Regions from separate parts of the Mus musculus genome. Here region 2 is linked to region 1. A link is a contact called in public ChIA-PET data. All regions are on one chromosome and are shown on one strand. Each heading gives the region's core, a stretch centred on a gene start, on an enhancer-like site or on the middle of the called end of the contact. The rest is flanking DNA. Distances are from core to core; before and after follow the strand shown. Region 1 has its middle 60 kb from the start of Gm33892. Region 2 overlaps Sgk1 (serum/glucocorticoid regulated kinase 1).

What was found. ChIA-PET counts read pairs in DNA pulled down with a chosen protein or histone mark.
Region 2: an SMC1A ChIA-PET map of the G1E-ER4 cell line shows a contact between it and region 1, with 5 read pairs. The contact joins two enhancer-like sites. A contact is called at or near these places in 2 of 15 datasets of contacts at CTCF or cohesin (the G1E-ER4 cell line and the NIH/3T3 cell line) and 3 of 115 datasets of contacts at active chromatin or transcription factors (embryonic basal ganglia, microglia and trophoblast stem cells).

What each region holds. Positions count from the first base shown.
Region 1 is chr10:21,508,180-21,514,220 of GRCm38.p6, reverse strand. No RefSeq gene overlaps it. Among named protein-coding and RNA genes, the nearest start is that of Gm33892, 60 kb to the left of the region's middle. Within about 2 kb of position 2,705, at least 5 of the 459 cell types and tissues checked have an H3K27ac peak or open chromatin away from gene starts, as enhancers often do. A contact at or near this core is called in the G1E-ER4 cell line, where this site is marked.
Region 2 is chr10:21,934,289-21,940,329 of GRCm38.p6, reverse strand. The region is part of intron 2 of Sgk1 (serum/glucocorticoid regulated kinase 1); the gene reads right to left. Among named protein-coding and RNA genes, the nearest start is that of Gm46215, 55 kb to the right of the region's middle. Within about 2 kb of position 3,284, at least 86 of the 459 cell types and tissues checked have an H3K27ac peak or open chromatin away from gene starts, as enhancers often do. A contact at or near this core is called in the G1E-ER4 cell line, where this site is marked.

The DNA.
Region 1 (6,041 bases), core at 1,456-3,955:
TATCATAAAGTGTATGAACAACTGAAGCCCCCCCAACCCCCAAAGCCCTTTGAATGATGATTTGAGACGATTACTTAAGAAAGTGCAAGTGTGTCATAACCTGTTGAAGAGAAATGCAATGAAGACTGTTTGACTCAGTTATCTGGCTTTTCTGTGGGAAACTGTCGGTTCCTACTGCAAGTTTCATTTTGTAAAATAAGAACGTTATCTATGCCAAAATGTCAAAGTTTGGAGCGTCTTGGTAATGATACCGAATTCATTTGGTATCACACTGATACCTCAAGTCATACTTTTCAATACAGAGAAACCCATTTTTAGCAATAATAATCAAGCGTCTAGTGGCTCACCCGCTAATGTTTTGAGATAATGCATCCCAATTATATTTAAACGGCTACCGCACTAAAGTTGCTGCACATTTGAAAGCCATTTTTGCTGGCCTTTGCATGCAAGCATTGATGTAAAGGCTTCATTTAACTGAACATTTGAAGGGATGCTCCCGAAGGAAAACCTGTTCTTACTAGGCAAGTCCATTTAAAGTATAACTGAGCTATGGTTAGTATTGTCAGAGGAATAATGCGCTGTTTAAGCCGAGTTTTATAACAGCTCACAGATGCTTTCTGGCTTCCCACGACTCTGTGAGACGGCACCTTCATCTTATCATCGCTGTTGCTATACGGGAAAGAGGTTCACAGGAGTGGCAGGGTCAATGAGTTCATGATGGTCTTCCACACAGATCTAGGACTTCAGGGTCATGACAAAGGCCTAGAGAAACATTTCTCTTACAACTACCATAAATAGCCTAAGAGCAATGAAAACAATTTATTTCTACCTTGAAAATATCTGCTCAAATTACCAAGGAATCGTACTAAGTAAATAAATGCATTAAGAGGATGCTGTTAGTTTGATAAAGATTTTCATGTAATTTTTTTAAACACATGCAAATGTTTCACTACAACTTCGAAAAATAAAACTTAGACAGATGTATGAAATCCTTTCTAGTCAGCAGAGCTCTTCCTTGACGCACACTATATAGGACATTTCACTCTCCTACTCCAGGAGAGGAGTCACAGTCCACACATTTGATGGGGAAGACTGAGCAATTTGTTTTCACCACCATCCCCTCTCGACCCATGTCTGCCTGGCATGCGTCATCCACCTGCTGTGTTTAGCTTTCTTTGGTACTTAAAGGTGTTCTGGGATGATATACAGTTGGCAACGGTCTACAAAATAAGCTGACTTAGACCATAAGAAGAAAAGGCCAGTGTCTCAAGACGGGGACAGAGAAGTTTCCAGGAACCATCTTCTCTAATATGCGAATCTGATACAGACCAGATAGTCAAGGAATGTGAAGGAGAGTCTTTCCCATCTCAGTCCCCAGCGGGCTCGGCCATGGGGGAACATGAACTACTCAGCCCATAAACTTGTTAATCGCTTCTATGCAATAAAGCTTATCTCAGGGAGCACATTACTCATGGAAAAGTTCTAACGTGTTAACTTCGTGCGGATTTTATTCTCCATGTTATCTGAGCATCAGTATTTCGGCTGTGTGCTCAGATGCCAGGACAAAATGTGCAAGGCGAAGCGTTCTGATAACGGCAAGGAGACGTGGGCAGCACCTGACTGGGGCGGAATTTGGTTCAACTGCTAATATGATCCCAAATATATGCACAGAGTCGCTTTTTGCCCCCTGCAAGTCTACCAGAATGAAGAATGTATGTTTATTCAATACTCTCTGTGCCTCAGTTTCTCTACCCACCACCATCACTCAGGGGCTTCTCAGAAAATGATGCTGCAGAAAATACTCTTCACTGGTTTTGCATTTTTGTAGCATTCCACTCCCCAGAGTGTGATTGGCTTTTATATATTTATATAATAGCCAAAGGCCAAAATCACAGGCTAGTTTTGTTACATGTTTTCTCTGTCTCTTTATTTGAAACACTGTAAATATGAAACGTTTTCTCTCCCTCCAAAGTAAAACAGTTAAGAATGAAAATGAAAATTTAAATATTATCCAAATACATTTTGTTTGAAGACTGATACTTTGTTTTGATGGATCTTAGCAAGAGTCTAATTCATCCAATGTTTAAGGGAAAGTTTGCTCTGGCTGGTACCCAGTTCTGTAGTCATCCCCATCCCTTCCTCCTCTTCCTCGTTGTTATCACTGACCCTTTGTGATGCTGAGCACTTGATGGGTAGCTATGCTTCATCCTCAAAGCAGTAGTGCTCATAAACACACTTATTTTAAGGTGCGTGTGCGTCTGTGAGTGTGCACTCGTGTCCGTGTTTATAGTGTGTGCAGGAGCACGGGTACAGGGGTTACACACATGCCAGGGGCAGGGATTGAGTTCTGGTTCTTGAGCTTGCACGGTAAGCACCTTATCATGGGAGTCAGCCGTCTCCCCGGCCCCATAAACTGGTGCTTATTTAGATGCACAGCTACTTAGTCTGTGTACCTAGCTACAGGGACATGACTAGACTTTGAGTGGTGTCCAAGGGTGCAGGCTGCTGCCTCTAGTTTGTCAGCAGAGGGGAAGCTGTCCTCCGCTGGGTTCTGTAGCAGGCTAGTCTGCCCACTGGGCTTCACCGTGTGTTTCCATGAGATCAACAGCCTAGTAACAACCCCCTGGCTCTCAGCCTCCATCCCCGACATGCTTCAGCAACTGTGGGGGCAGTGTGCAGAATTCTAGAAGAAAGTGTCCTCAGATAAGCTTATCTTGAGTCCTTCAGTGGCCTCTCTGTGTGGCTCAGATTTGCGGACTGATCTTAGAGGAGCATTCATTTCTCCACTGGCCGATTTTTTTTCACCTTGCTCACTTTTTAGAAGAAAATTTAATTTTGCAGATAAGATGCTGTAATTCAGTCGAATCTAAGAGGTAACTGCATATGGCCAGAAGGTGCCAAAAGCAGTTTCTCCTGGCTCCTATCCTGCTGACCCTTTAATGAATGTTATACTGCCTGCTATCAGGAGCAGCTCAGTAACAAATTCCATAATTGGAGTTAAATTGCTTTAGCTTTGCTACAATTACTTGTTTTGTTGGGGAAGGAGTAGTCAAGTTGGGAGGTTTATTGGCTTCTCACAACCTTTTAAACCTTCAGGTACTGTTGATGAACTTTTGCTAGGTATAAGGTAGAAGTTAAAGAAAAATGTACTTTTTTCAAAAGCCAGATACTGGCACTCAAATTACCACCAATTTGTGTGTGTGTGTGTGTTTGTGTATGTTTGTGTATGTGTCTATGCATGTGTGTATGTGCATGTATGTGTGTTTGTGTGTATGCATGTGTGTATGTGTATGTATGGATGTATGTGTGTGTATGTGTGCATACATGTGTGTATGTGTGAGTGTATATGTGTGTATGTGTGAGTGTATGTGTGTATGCATGTGTGTGTGCATTTGTGTGTATGTATGTGTGTGTGGTGTTTGCAAGGCCTCAGTTAAAACAGAGTGCAGGAATAAGTAGGAGGAAGAGAAGGGGGAGAGGAAGGAGGGAAGAAAAGGAAACTTTTATATTCCAGAGATACTGATCAACTTTAAAACATCATCTTCTTAGTATCTGTGTGGACCATGGTGCGTGAGTGGGTTCTCTCACACTCCCCGAAGCCTCCGTTTGCCCACTCTGAAAAGCAGCGTCTGTAACTGGCACTTGGCATTATGTTTGAGAGGGTTTCATGACAATCTGATAAATGAAGGGGTCCAGCTAAGTACTTCATCTGCTGCCACGCAGCTGCTGTGTGCGGGTGCCCTGTGACGGCTAGAAAGCACGTCCGGAGGGTGATGGGGCTTCTGTCTGCTCCGAGCTCCCAGGCATCTTGCTCTGAAGTATTTTTGTGATTCTCTCCTGTGGAAGTTTGAAGACAATGAACTGAGAGCCTTAATCCCCTTAGAGATGCTAAAAATGGCGAGGCAGGGCAGCTTCCAAATGGTGACAAGGAAGAGACAGGCAGTGCCGGTTGGAGGAAACAGTCTCAGCACCATCCATCCGGATTGAAGCAGTTCTGATGATAAATCCCACCGCTTCCATTTCTAACTTGGAAAGGAAAAGGGAAAGATTTACTTGGTTTTGGAGCTGCAGGAAAACCAGGAGGTAAAGGATTAGGACCTGGAGAAGGTCGGAGCATGAGCCGTGCACATGAAGACACCACGCTTTTCACTCCCAAATTAGCTCTGCAAAACAACTAGTTGATTGGTCTGCCTACTGTATAGCAACCCCACTCTACGCAAAAGCCCATTCTCCCATTTCCTGAACTGATAGAGCCATTCAGCGCTAAGACTGGAATTTCTAGATCCTTCTATCCTGTCTCCTGCTGACATCATTCTGCTCTGGTCTTTTGCGACTTTAAAACGAAGGTTTAAATCTAACCTCAAAAAATGTAGTGGGAGAAGTGAACAGAGATAAGGGGTTGTAATAAAGCGCACAGCAGTGTGGGCATGAGGAAGCAGTTGTCTAGCAAGTGGCCTGGGCCATGGCTGTCATTCTTATATGCTTCTCTGTGGCCCTGTCATTCTGTAGACCTCTTCTCTTCAGCCAGTACTCGAAAACCTCACCGGAGCTTCCATTTCTGAGGAAGCAGAGAGTGTTGATTGTCCCACCTACATGGAACTGCCAGACCTTTCCTCTGAGTTTACATGGAAATGGTGGTCTCAGGGGACTTTGCAGAGACCCCAAAGGTTAGGACAACTCATGCCCGCCATTTTCCTCCTTGCCCTACTTTAGAAGGAGAGAGCAATCTTGGACTGAAAGTGAAGATCCTTAACATTTATTTAGACTCAGTTTGGGTTTGTTTGCTTAGTTTTTTCTTTCTTTCTTTTTTTATTAGATATCTTCTTTATTTACATTTCAAATGTTCTCTCCTTTCCTGATTTCCCCTTCTGAAAACTCCTATTCTCTCACCCCTCCCTCTGCTCACCAACCCACCTACTCCTGCTTCCAGGCCCTGGCATTCCCCTACACTGAGGCATAGAGCCTTCACAGGACCAAGGGCCTCTCCTCCCATTGATGACTGACTAGGCCATCCTCTGCTACATATGCAGCTAGAGTCATGGGTCCCTCCATGTGTACTCTTTGGTTGGTGGTTTAGTCCCTAGGAGCTGTGGGAGTACTGGTTGGTTCATATTGTCATTCCTCCTATGGGGCTGCAAACCCTTTCAGCTCCTGGGTACTTTCTATAGCTCCTTCATTGGGGACCCTGTGCTCTGTCCAATGGATGGCTGTGAGCATCCACTCCTGTATTTTTCTGGCACTGGCAGAGCCTCTCAGGACACAGCTATATTAGGCTCTTGTCAGCAAGCTCTTGTTGGCTTCCACAATAGTATCTGGGGTTGGTGGTTGTGTATGGGATGGATCCCCAGGTAGGGTAGTCTCAGGATGGTTATTCCTTCAGTCTCTGCTCCACACTTTGTCTCTGTAACTCCTCCCATAGGTATTTTGTTCCCTTTTTATAAAAAGGACTGAAGAATCCACACTGTGGTTCCTTCTTCTTGATCTTCATGTGGTCTGTGAATTGTATCTTGGGTATTCTGAACTTATGGGCTAATAGCCACTTATCAGTGAATGCTTACCAAGTGTGTTCTTTTGTGATTCGGTTACCTCACTCAGGATGATATTTTCTAGTTCCATCCATTTGCCTAAGACTTTCATAAATTCATCATTTTTAAAATAGCTGAGTAGTACTCTGTTGTGTAAATATAACTCATTTTCTGTATCCATTCCTCTGTTGAGGGACATCTGTGTTCTTTCCAGCTTCTAGCTATTATAAATAAGACTGCTATAAACATAGTGGAACATGTATCCTTATTACATGTTGGAGTGTTTTCTGGGCATATACCCAGGAGTGGAATTGTTGGGTCCTCAGGTAGTACTATGTCCAATTTTCTGAAGAACTACCAACCTGATTTCTAGAGTGGTTGTACCAGCTTGCAATTCCACCAGCAATGGAGAAGTGTTTTTCTTTCTCCACATCCTTGTCAGCATCTGCTATCACTTGAGTTTTTGATCTTAGCCATTCTGACTGATGTGAGGTAGAATCTCAGGGTTGATTTGAT
Region 2 (6,041 bases), core at 2,035-4,534, 430 kb before region 1:
ATTGGATGGAACACAGGGCTCCCATGGAGGAGCTAGAGAAAGTACCCAAGGAGCTGAAGGGATCTGCAACCCTATAGGTGGAACAACAATATGAACTAACCAGTACCCCCAGAGCTCGTGTCTCTAGCTGCATATGTATCAGAAGATGGCCTAGTTGGCCATTAGTGGAAAGAGAGGCCCCTTGGTCTTGCAAACTTTATATGCCTCAGTACAGGGGAATGGCAGGGCCAAGAAGTGGGAGTAGATGGGTAGAGGAGTAGGGCTGGGGAGGGTATAGGGAACTTTCGGGATAACATTTGAAATGTAAATAAAGAAAATATCTAATAAAAAAAGGCAAAAAAAAAAAAAAAAGAAAGAAAAAGGACATGCTTCTAAGAGATAATGTCAAAACTTAACAAAATGAAATAAAACTTTTTTAAAGTAAAAAATAAAAAAAGTAAATTCAAAACTCACACACAGAGAAACTGCTACAAGGAATCAGAATAAATTTAAAATCAAAGAAATATTTGAAATTTATGATAATAAAAAAATACAAAGGCAGGTGTGGTGGTTCACACCTATAACCCTAACACATTTAGGAGATGTAGGCAGGAGGATTGGCATGAGTTTGAGGCCAGTTTAGGCAATGTAGTAAGTTCTATGCCAGACTGAGCATAGAACAATGTTCTGTTTTTTGTTTTGTTTTGTTTTGTTTTAATTAAATCAAATCAAAAGTGAATCATTCAAAAAATTAAAACATTCCCTTCTGGGATGTGGAAGAAGTGGAAGCATTGGTGGGGTGGGTTCATGTTTGTAGTGGGCAGGAGTTTTGACCTCATCACCACCTCTTTATTGATTCAGCTCTTTCTAAAATTGGTCTGGAAAGGCTTTTGAATCACCATTATTATCTTCAAACCACTAGATTCCTGGGAACTTATACAAAGATTCAATTTATCCTAAGATTATTCCAAGTGAGAAACACCCCATAATTTTAAGCTTTTTCAAAAAAAAAAAAAAAAAGGAAAAGGAAAAAGAAAAAGAAAGAGAAAGAGAAAAAAGAAGAGAAGAGAAGAGAAGAGAAGAGAAGAGAAGAGAAGAGAAAAGGAAGAAAGAAAGAAGGGAAGAAAGAGAAAGTGCTAATCCTAGGGTCTATGGTTACATAACGTAATCGTCTGGTAGAGCTGCTAGACTATTACCCATAATGCTAATCATCACATTTATATTGTAATATATGAATGTGCCAAAGGTTAAGTGAAGAAAAGGATAAGTTTACATTAATACACAATAAAAACAGTTGTGTGCAAAATAAGTATACATGTGAAATAGGGAGAGAATACATATACAAAAGCAATTAGATTGCTTTTAAAGTTTTCAATAATGTGATTATAAAACAATCCTACATGTGTTTTTTAATCACGGGAAAGGTCAAGAAGAACTGCTACAGTACCAGCCAGGTAGATTTATATTGGAAGACATATTAAACCTGGCAGTAGAACCTGCAACTCCTCACTGGCTCAGAGCAGAAGGTCCACATGCAACATAATCCTTTTCTGGTTTTTATCCAAAAAGAAGTGCTTGAATTGTGGGTACTTAGGCCATTTCAGGTGACTGTAAACCAAAGGAAAAAATTACAAAACCTCAGAGAAAAAACAGTAGAGTTTCTACTTTTACAACTGGAATAAATAATCTTAAAATGCTGCTTTTCTAGAGAAAAGAATTGTAAGTTTTTGGCGTTAATTTTTTTCTCCAGTTTTGTTTATATCAATTATGTACAAACAAACATTGGCAAGAATAGTTACCTGGATTTTCATGACCTAAAGGGGCATTTTAAAAATATTTGCCATGTCTCTTCAAAAAGTACTCCTTATAATCTCCTTGGTGGGTCGAGGGCTGTGACTTGGACGGCAGGCTGCTGGAATGGCCGGCATTCACAAAGCCCTAGGTTCCATTTCCAGCTCCATACACATCCCGCCTTGCTGGCCATGCCTGTAATCCCAGAGTTAAGAATGTGGAGACAGAAGACCCACAAATCAAGGTCACCCTCAGCTACACAAATGAGTTCAAGACCAGGCTGCTTGCTCCTCTGTTAGTGTTCAAAATTTCTATTTACTCTGATAGGGCTTTGCCAAGAAAAATAGAGGTAGAAACTTGAGGAACAGTGACAGCTGTAGGTGACAAACTTAGAATTCTCCTGACCCCCATTTCCTTGGAGACTCTTTTATGTCATATCAAAAGCAGAAAACTTCCAAAGAGGGAAATTTGAAATGTGTGTATGTGTCTGTGTCTGTGTGTTTTAAATCCATACAAGCCTTCATAAAAATATGATATAAATTAAGGGGAACCAAAAACTTCCAAATCCATCTGGCTGATTTTAGTGTATTTTTTTTTTTATAGTATTTTTTGAAGAAAGATCAGAAAAAACTCACAATGTCATAAAAGTCAATCCAAGATGGAAACTTCCCTGACAGACTCTTTCCTTTCCAAACTTGCTGGGCTCCTGAGTTTAGTAATACAGAGACAGAATCTAAGGGACACTTGTGAGCACAGGTATCCTGGAGGAGCTAGATGAAACTGCGCATGCACCAGTAATTAGACACCAGCCCCGAACTGCATGAAGTCTGATTAATTAATTAACTAATTAATTAGTTGATTAAATATGGTCTTTGCCAATGCCTTTCATAAACTGCTGATAAGGAGGAGGCCATGACCTGACACTTAATCTTGTCAGAACTTCAATGTTAGTTTTTTTTGTTTGGTAGTGACATGGCATGGCTCCTTAGAGAGGACAATGACTTCATTAGACCTGGGGGGTGGGGGCGGGGGTGGGGAAGCACGGGACAGCGTTTGCCTGCTGAGTCAGCGCTTTCTAAGCCGACTTAGTGGAAAGACAGACAGAGGTCTTGGAATCTGAGGAAATCCTCACTCAGCCAAATCTATCCCATATGAGAGGGTAGACTTAATGAGAATCAGCCCGAACTTTGGCAGGCAGCTGCTGGAATGTAGGAGATTTACAGCCAGCCTGGGCCGCTGAGGGTTTTTGCTTAGCCGCTTGTTCGGTATTAGAAAAGTTTGCATGAGCAAAATTTCAGCTTCAACTAATAAAGGCAAAGGGGTGGGGGGAGGATCACATTGAATACCAACTGTGTCTCGTGTTTGCAAGGCTCTGGAGGACACGAGGGCGTGAGAAAATGAGCGCCTTGGATTTTGTGATTGCTAGGACCTCACTGAGACCCACGGCCAGAGCAAGCCCCTGACAGACTGAGCACAGTAAGGGTGCTGTAGGAGTGGGAGTTTCTCCAGAGACTTTCTTTGCCCTGGTAGACGGGCTTCATGGTGGGAGACCATCTGTGTCTCGTGCCTGGCCTCCTCCCAGTATGATGGAATTGCAACTGTTTCCTTCTACAGGTGGGGTTCCTGATAGCTGTGCTGTTTACCACAAACTCACAAGTAATGTATTAATGTAATCTTAAAAGTTTGGATAATAGAGGTAAAGCCAGTCCTTTTGGACTGCCATCCAGATCCATTTTAATCTCGAGGAGGCAGTTATCACCAGGGCAGGGTTGTTTACACTTCCTGTTCTTTTATCTGTCTGTAAACATGAGAGAAGCGGAGTGTGTAGGCACATAGCTTTAGCCTCAGCACTTGGCAGGTAGCGGGAAGAGGACAGGAAGTTGTAACCTTCCTTAGCTACACAGTCAATTCAAGGCCCATCCGGCCCCCATGTGACTGTGTCTCAAACCCATTAACTTACGGAGAGTTAAAATGTTACAGGTTCAAAGCCACAGCTACATTGAGCAATTGTCCCTGGTCTGCTTTCCTGTAACTATGGTAAACACCATGACCAAAAACAACTTCGGGAAGGAAAGGATTCAGCTAATGTTTCCAGTTAATAGTCCATCCCTAAGGGAGCTGAGATAGGAACCTGGAGCAGACACCATGGAGAAAGGCTGCTTACTGGCTTGTGTGCTGGCTTAGGCCAAGCTTCCTTTCCTTTCCTTTCCTTTCCTTTCCTTTCCTTTCCTTTCCTTTCCTTTCCTTTCCTTTCCTTTCCTTTCCTTTCTTTTCCTTTCCTTTCTTCCTTCCCTTTCTTCTTCCTTTCATCCTTTTTTCCCTTTCTTTTTTGACGTGTGTGTGTGTGTGTGTGTGTGTGTGTGTGTGTGTTGAGGCAAGGTTTCTCAATGTAGCCCTGGCTGTCCTGGAACTCGCTCTGTAGACCAGGTTGGCCTCGAACTCACAGAGATCCAGCTGCCTCTGGATTAAAGGCACGTGCCACCTTCATGGCTTTTTCTTATGTATCTTGAACCCTCTTGCCTAGGAATGGTTTACACAGTGGGCAGGGTCCTCCCACACGAATCAAGACAGTCTCTCACAGGCCAGTGTGACTGAAGCAATTCTTCACCTGACTTGCTCTCTTCCCACATGGCTGCAGGGTGTGTCAACTTGACAAGACTAAGCAAGATGTCTATTTTAGCCATTTAAATAGCCAAAGCTATTACTTTCCTCTGCATATGACATATCGCTTTTGCTCCTAAACAATGGAATAGGATCGTCTATTAAGGAAGTCTATAGCAGCGCTATTAAGACGACCTTGACTGTCTGCCTCTCCCACGACCTCCCTTCTCTGATGCCTATCATTAACTCAATCTCCACCCCTTCTCTCAATAACTCCAATTCAAACCAATTTCAAAACTTTCCACGAACTTTCTGACTTATATTTGTGATTATTCTTTTAATAACTGTTTTGACTCCACAGATAGACCCTTGCTAATTGGCATGCTAATTCATTTCCTTCAGAATACTGTCCAGCATGCTGCTTGGACCCAGTAACATCCCCTAGACACAGGAGTATAGATACCAGGCTGTGCCTCCCCACTATATCTGATTATTTGCTGTAGACGGGAAGGCCCCATCCTAATCCCACGCTAATTTAGAAGTTAGACAAAGTGGATACACTCTCCTTTGGGTCTCCTCTTTTCCTAGTCCATTAAAATCATTCACCTACTCCTTTTTTTTTTTTTTTTAATGAATAAACACAATCTGGAAATGTAGGCATGTAACATTAGGATCTAGCTGTCACTCAGGCCAGAATACTCTCAGGCCCCATACTCTCCCATTAGGATCTAGCTGTCACTCAGGCCCCATACTCTCCCATCCTGCAGATACTGACAGAACCAGAAGACATTGTCTGTGAGTCTCAAGCAAACAGAACACCAGACAGCAGGATTTCTCACCTGGGAAAGCGATTGCATATCAAAGAGGATACTGGTGGTCACATGTCCTGTTCCCTGCCTGGGAAATCAGAGAACCAGACAGAGGCTTGTGCTGTGAGACTACCCTCAGGTCTACCTCAGAGAGACCCCTCTCTCACCTCTGATTTTTCTTTTCAAAGCCCCTACCATGCTGTCTGTCCCTGGTGCTAGGCACTGAACTGTATTCAGACTCCTCCACTACGCTGCTGTCTGTCTGTCTATCTGTGGCCTTAATAACTCTTAATACAAATACATTCATTACCTGCCCTTCTCCCCCCCCCCCCAAAAAAAAGAAACCCCACCGCCACTAACAAATCAAACCCATACAAAATAATGTATTAACTAATTTTCCTAGTTCTATATATACCTTGGGACACATCAGTATTTCCAACCCCTCCTACTCCTGCCTTCCTTTTGAGACACAGCCTCAAATATCTTAGGCTAGATTCAAACTTGCTATATAGCTAAAGAGAATGACCGTAATAAGTCCTGATGCTTCTACCCTACCCCACCCCAAGTGCTGGGGTTATGGTTTCCACCTCCATGCTGTCTGTGCTCCACCTTTTCTTGTTTACCTTCTGCGTGCCACAGGGATTTGTCATTACTAACTTCCTATGGGTTTACAATTTTGCTAGTCACTTATATTTCCATTTTTCCCACCATTCCACTATTGTACCTGACACCTCTGCCATGTAAGCAAATATTAGGGGTTAATGTGGAGACATGATTTACTACGTCAGAACAATGTTACCATTTTAAATGAAGGAACACTGGCACAAACCTCTTCCGAGAACAATCATTTTTTTTTTCAAA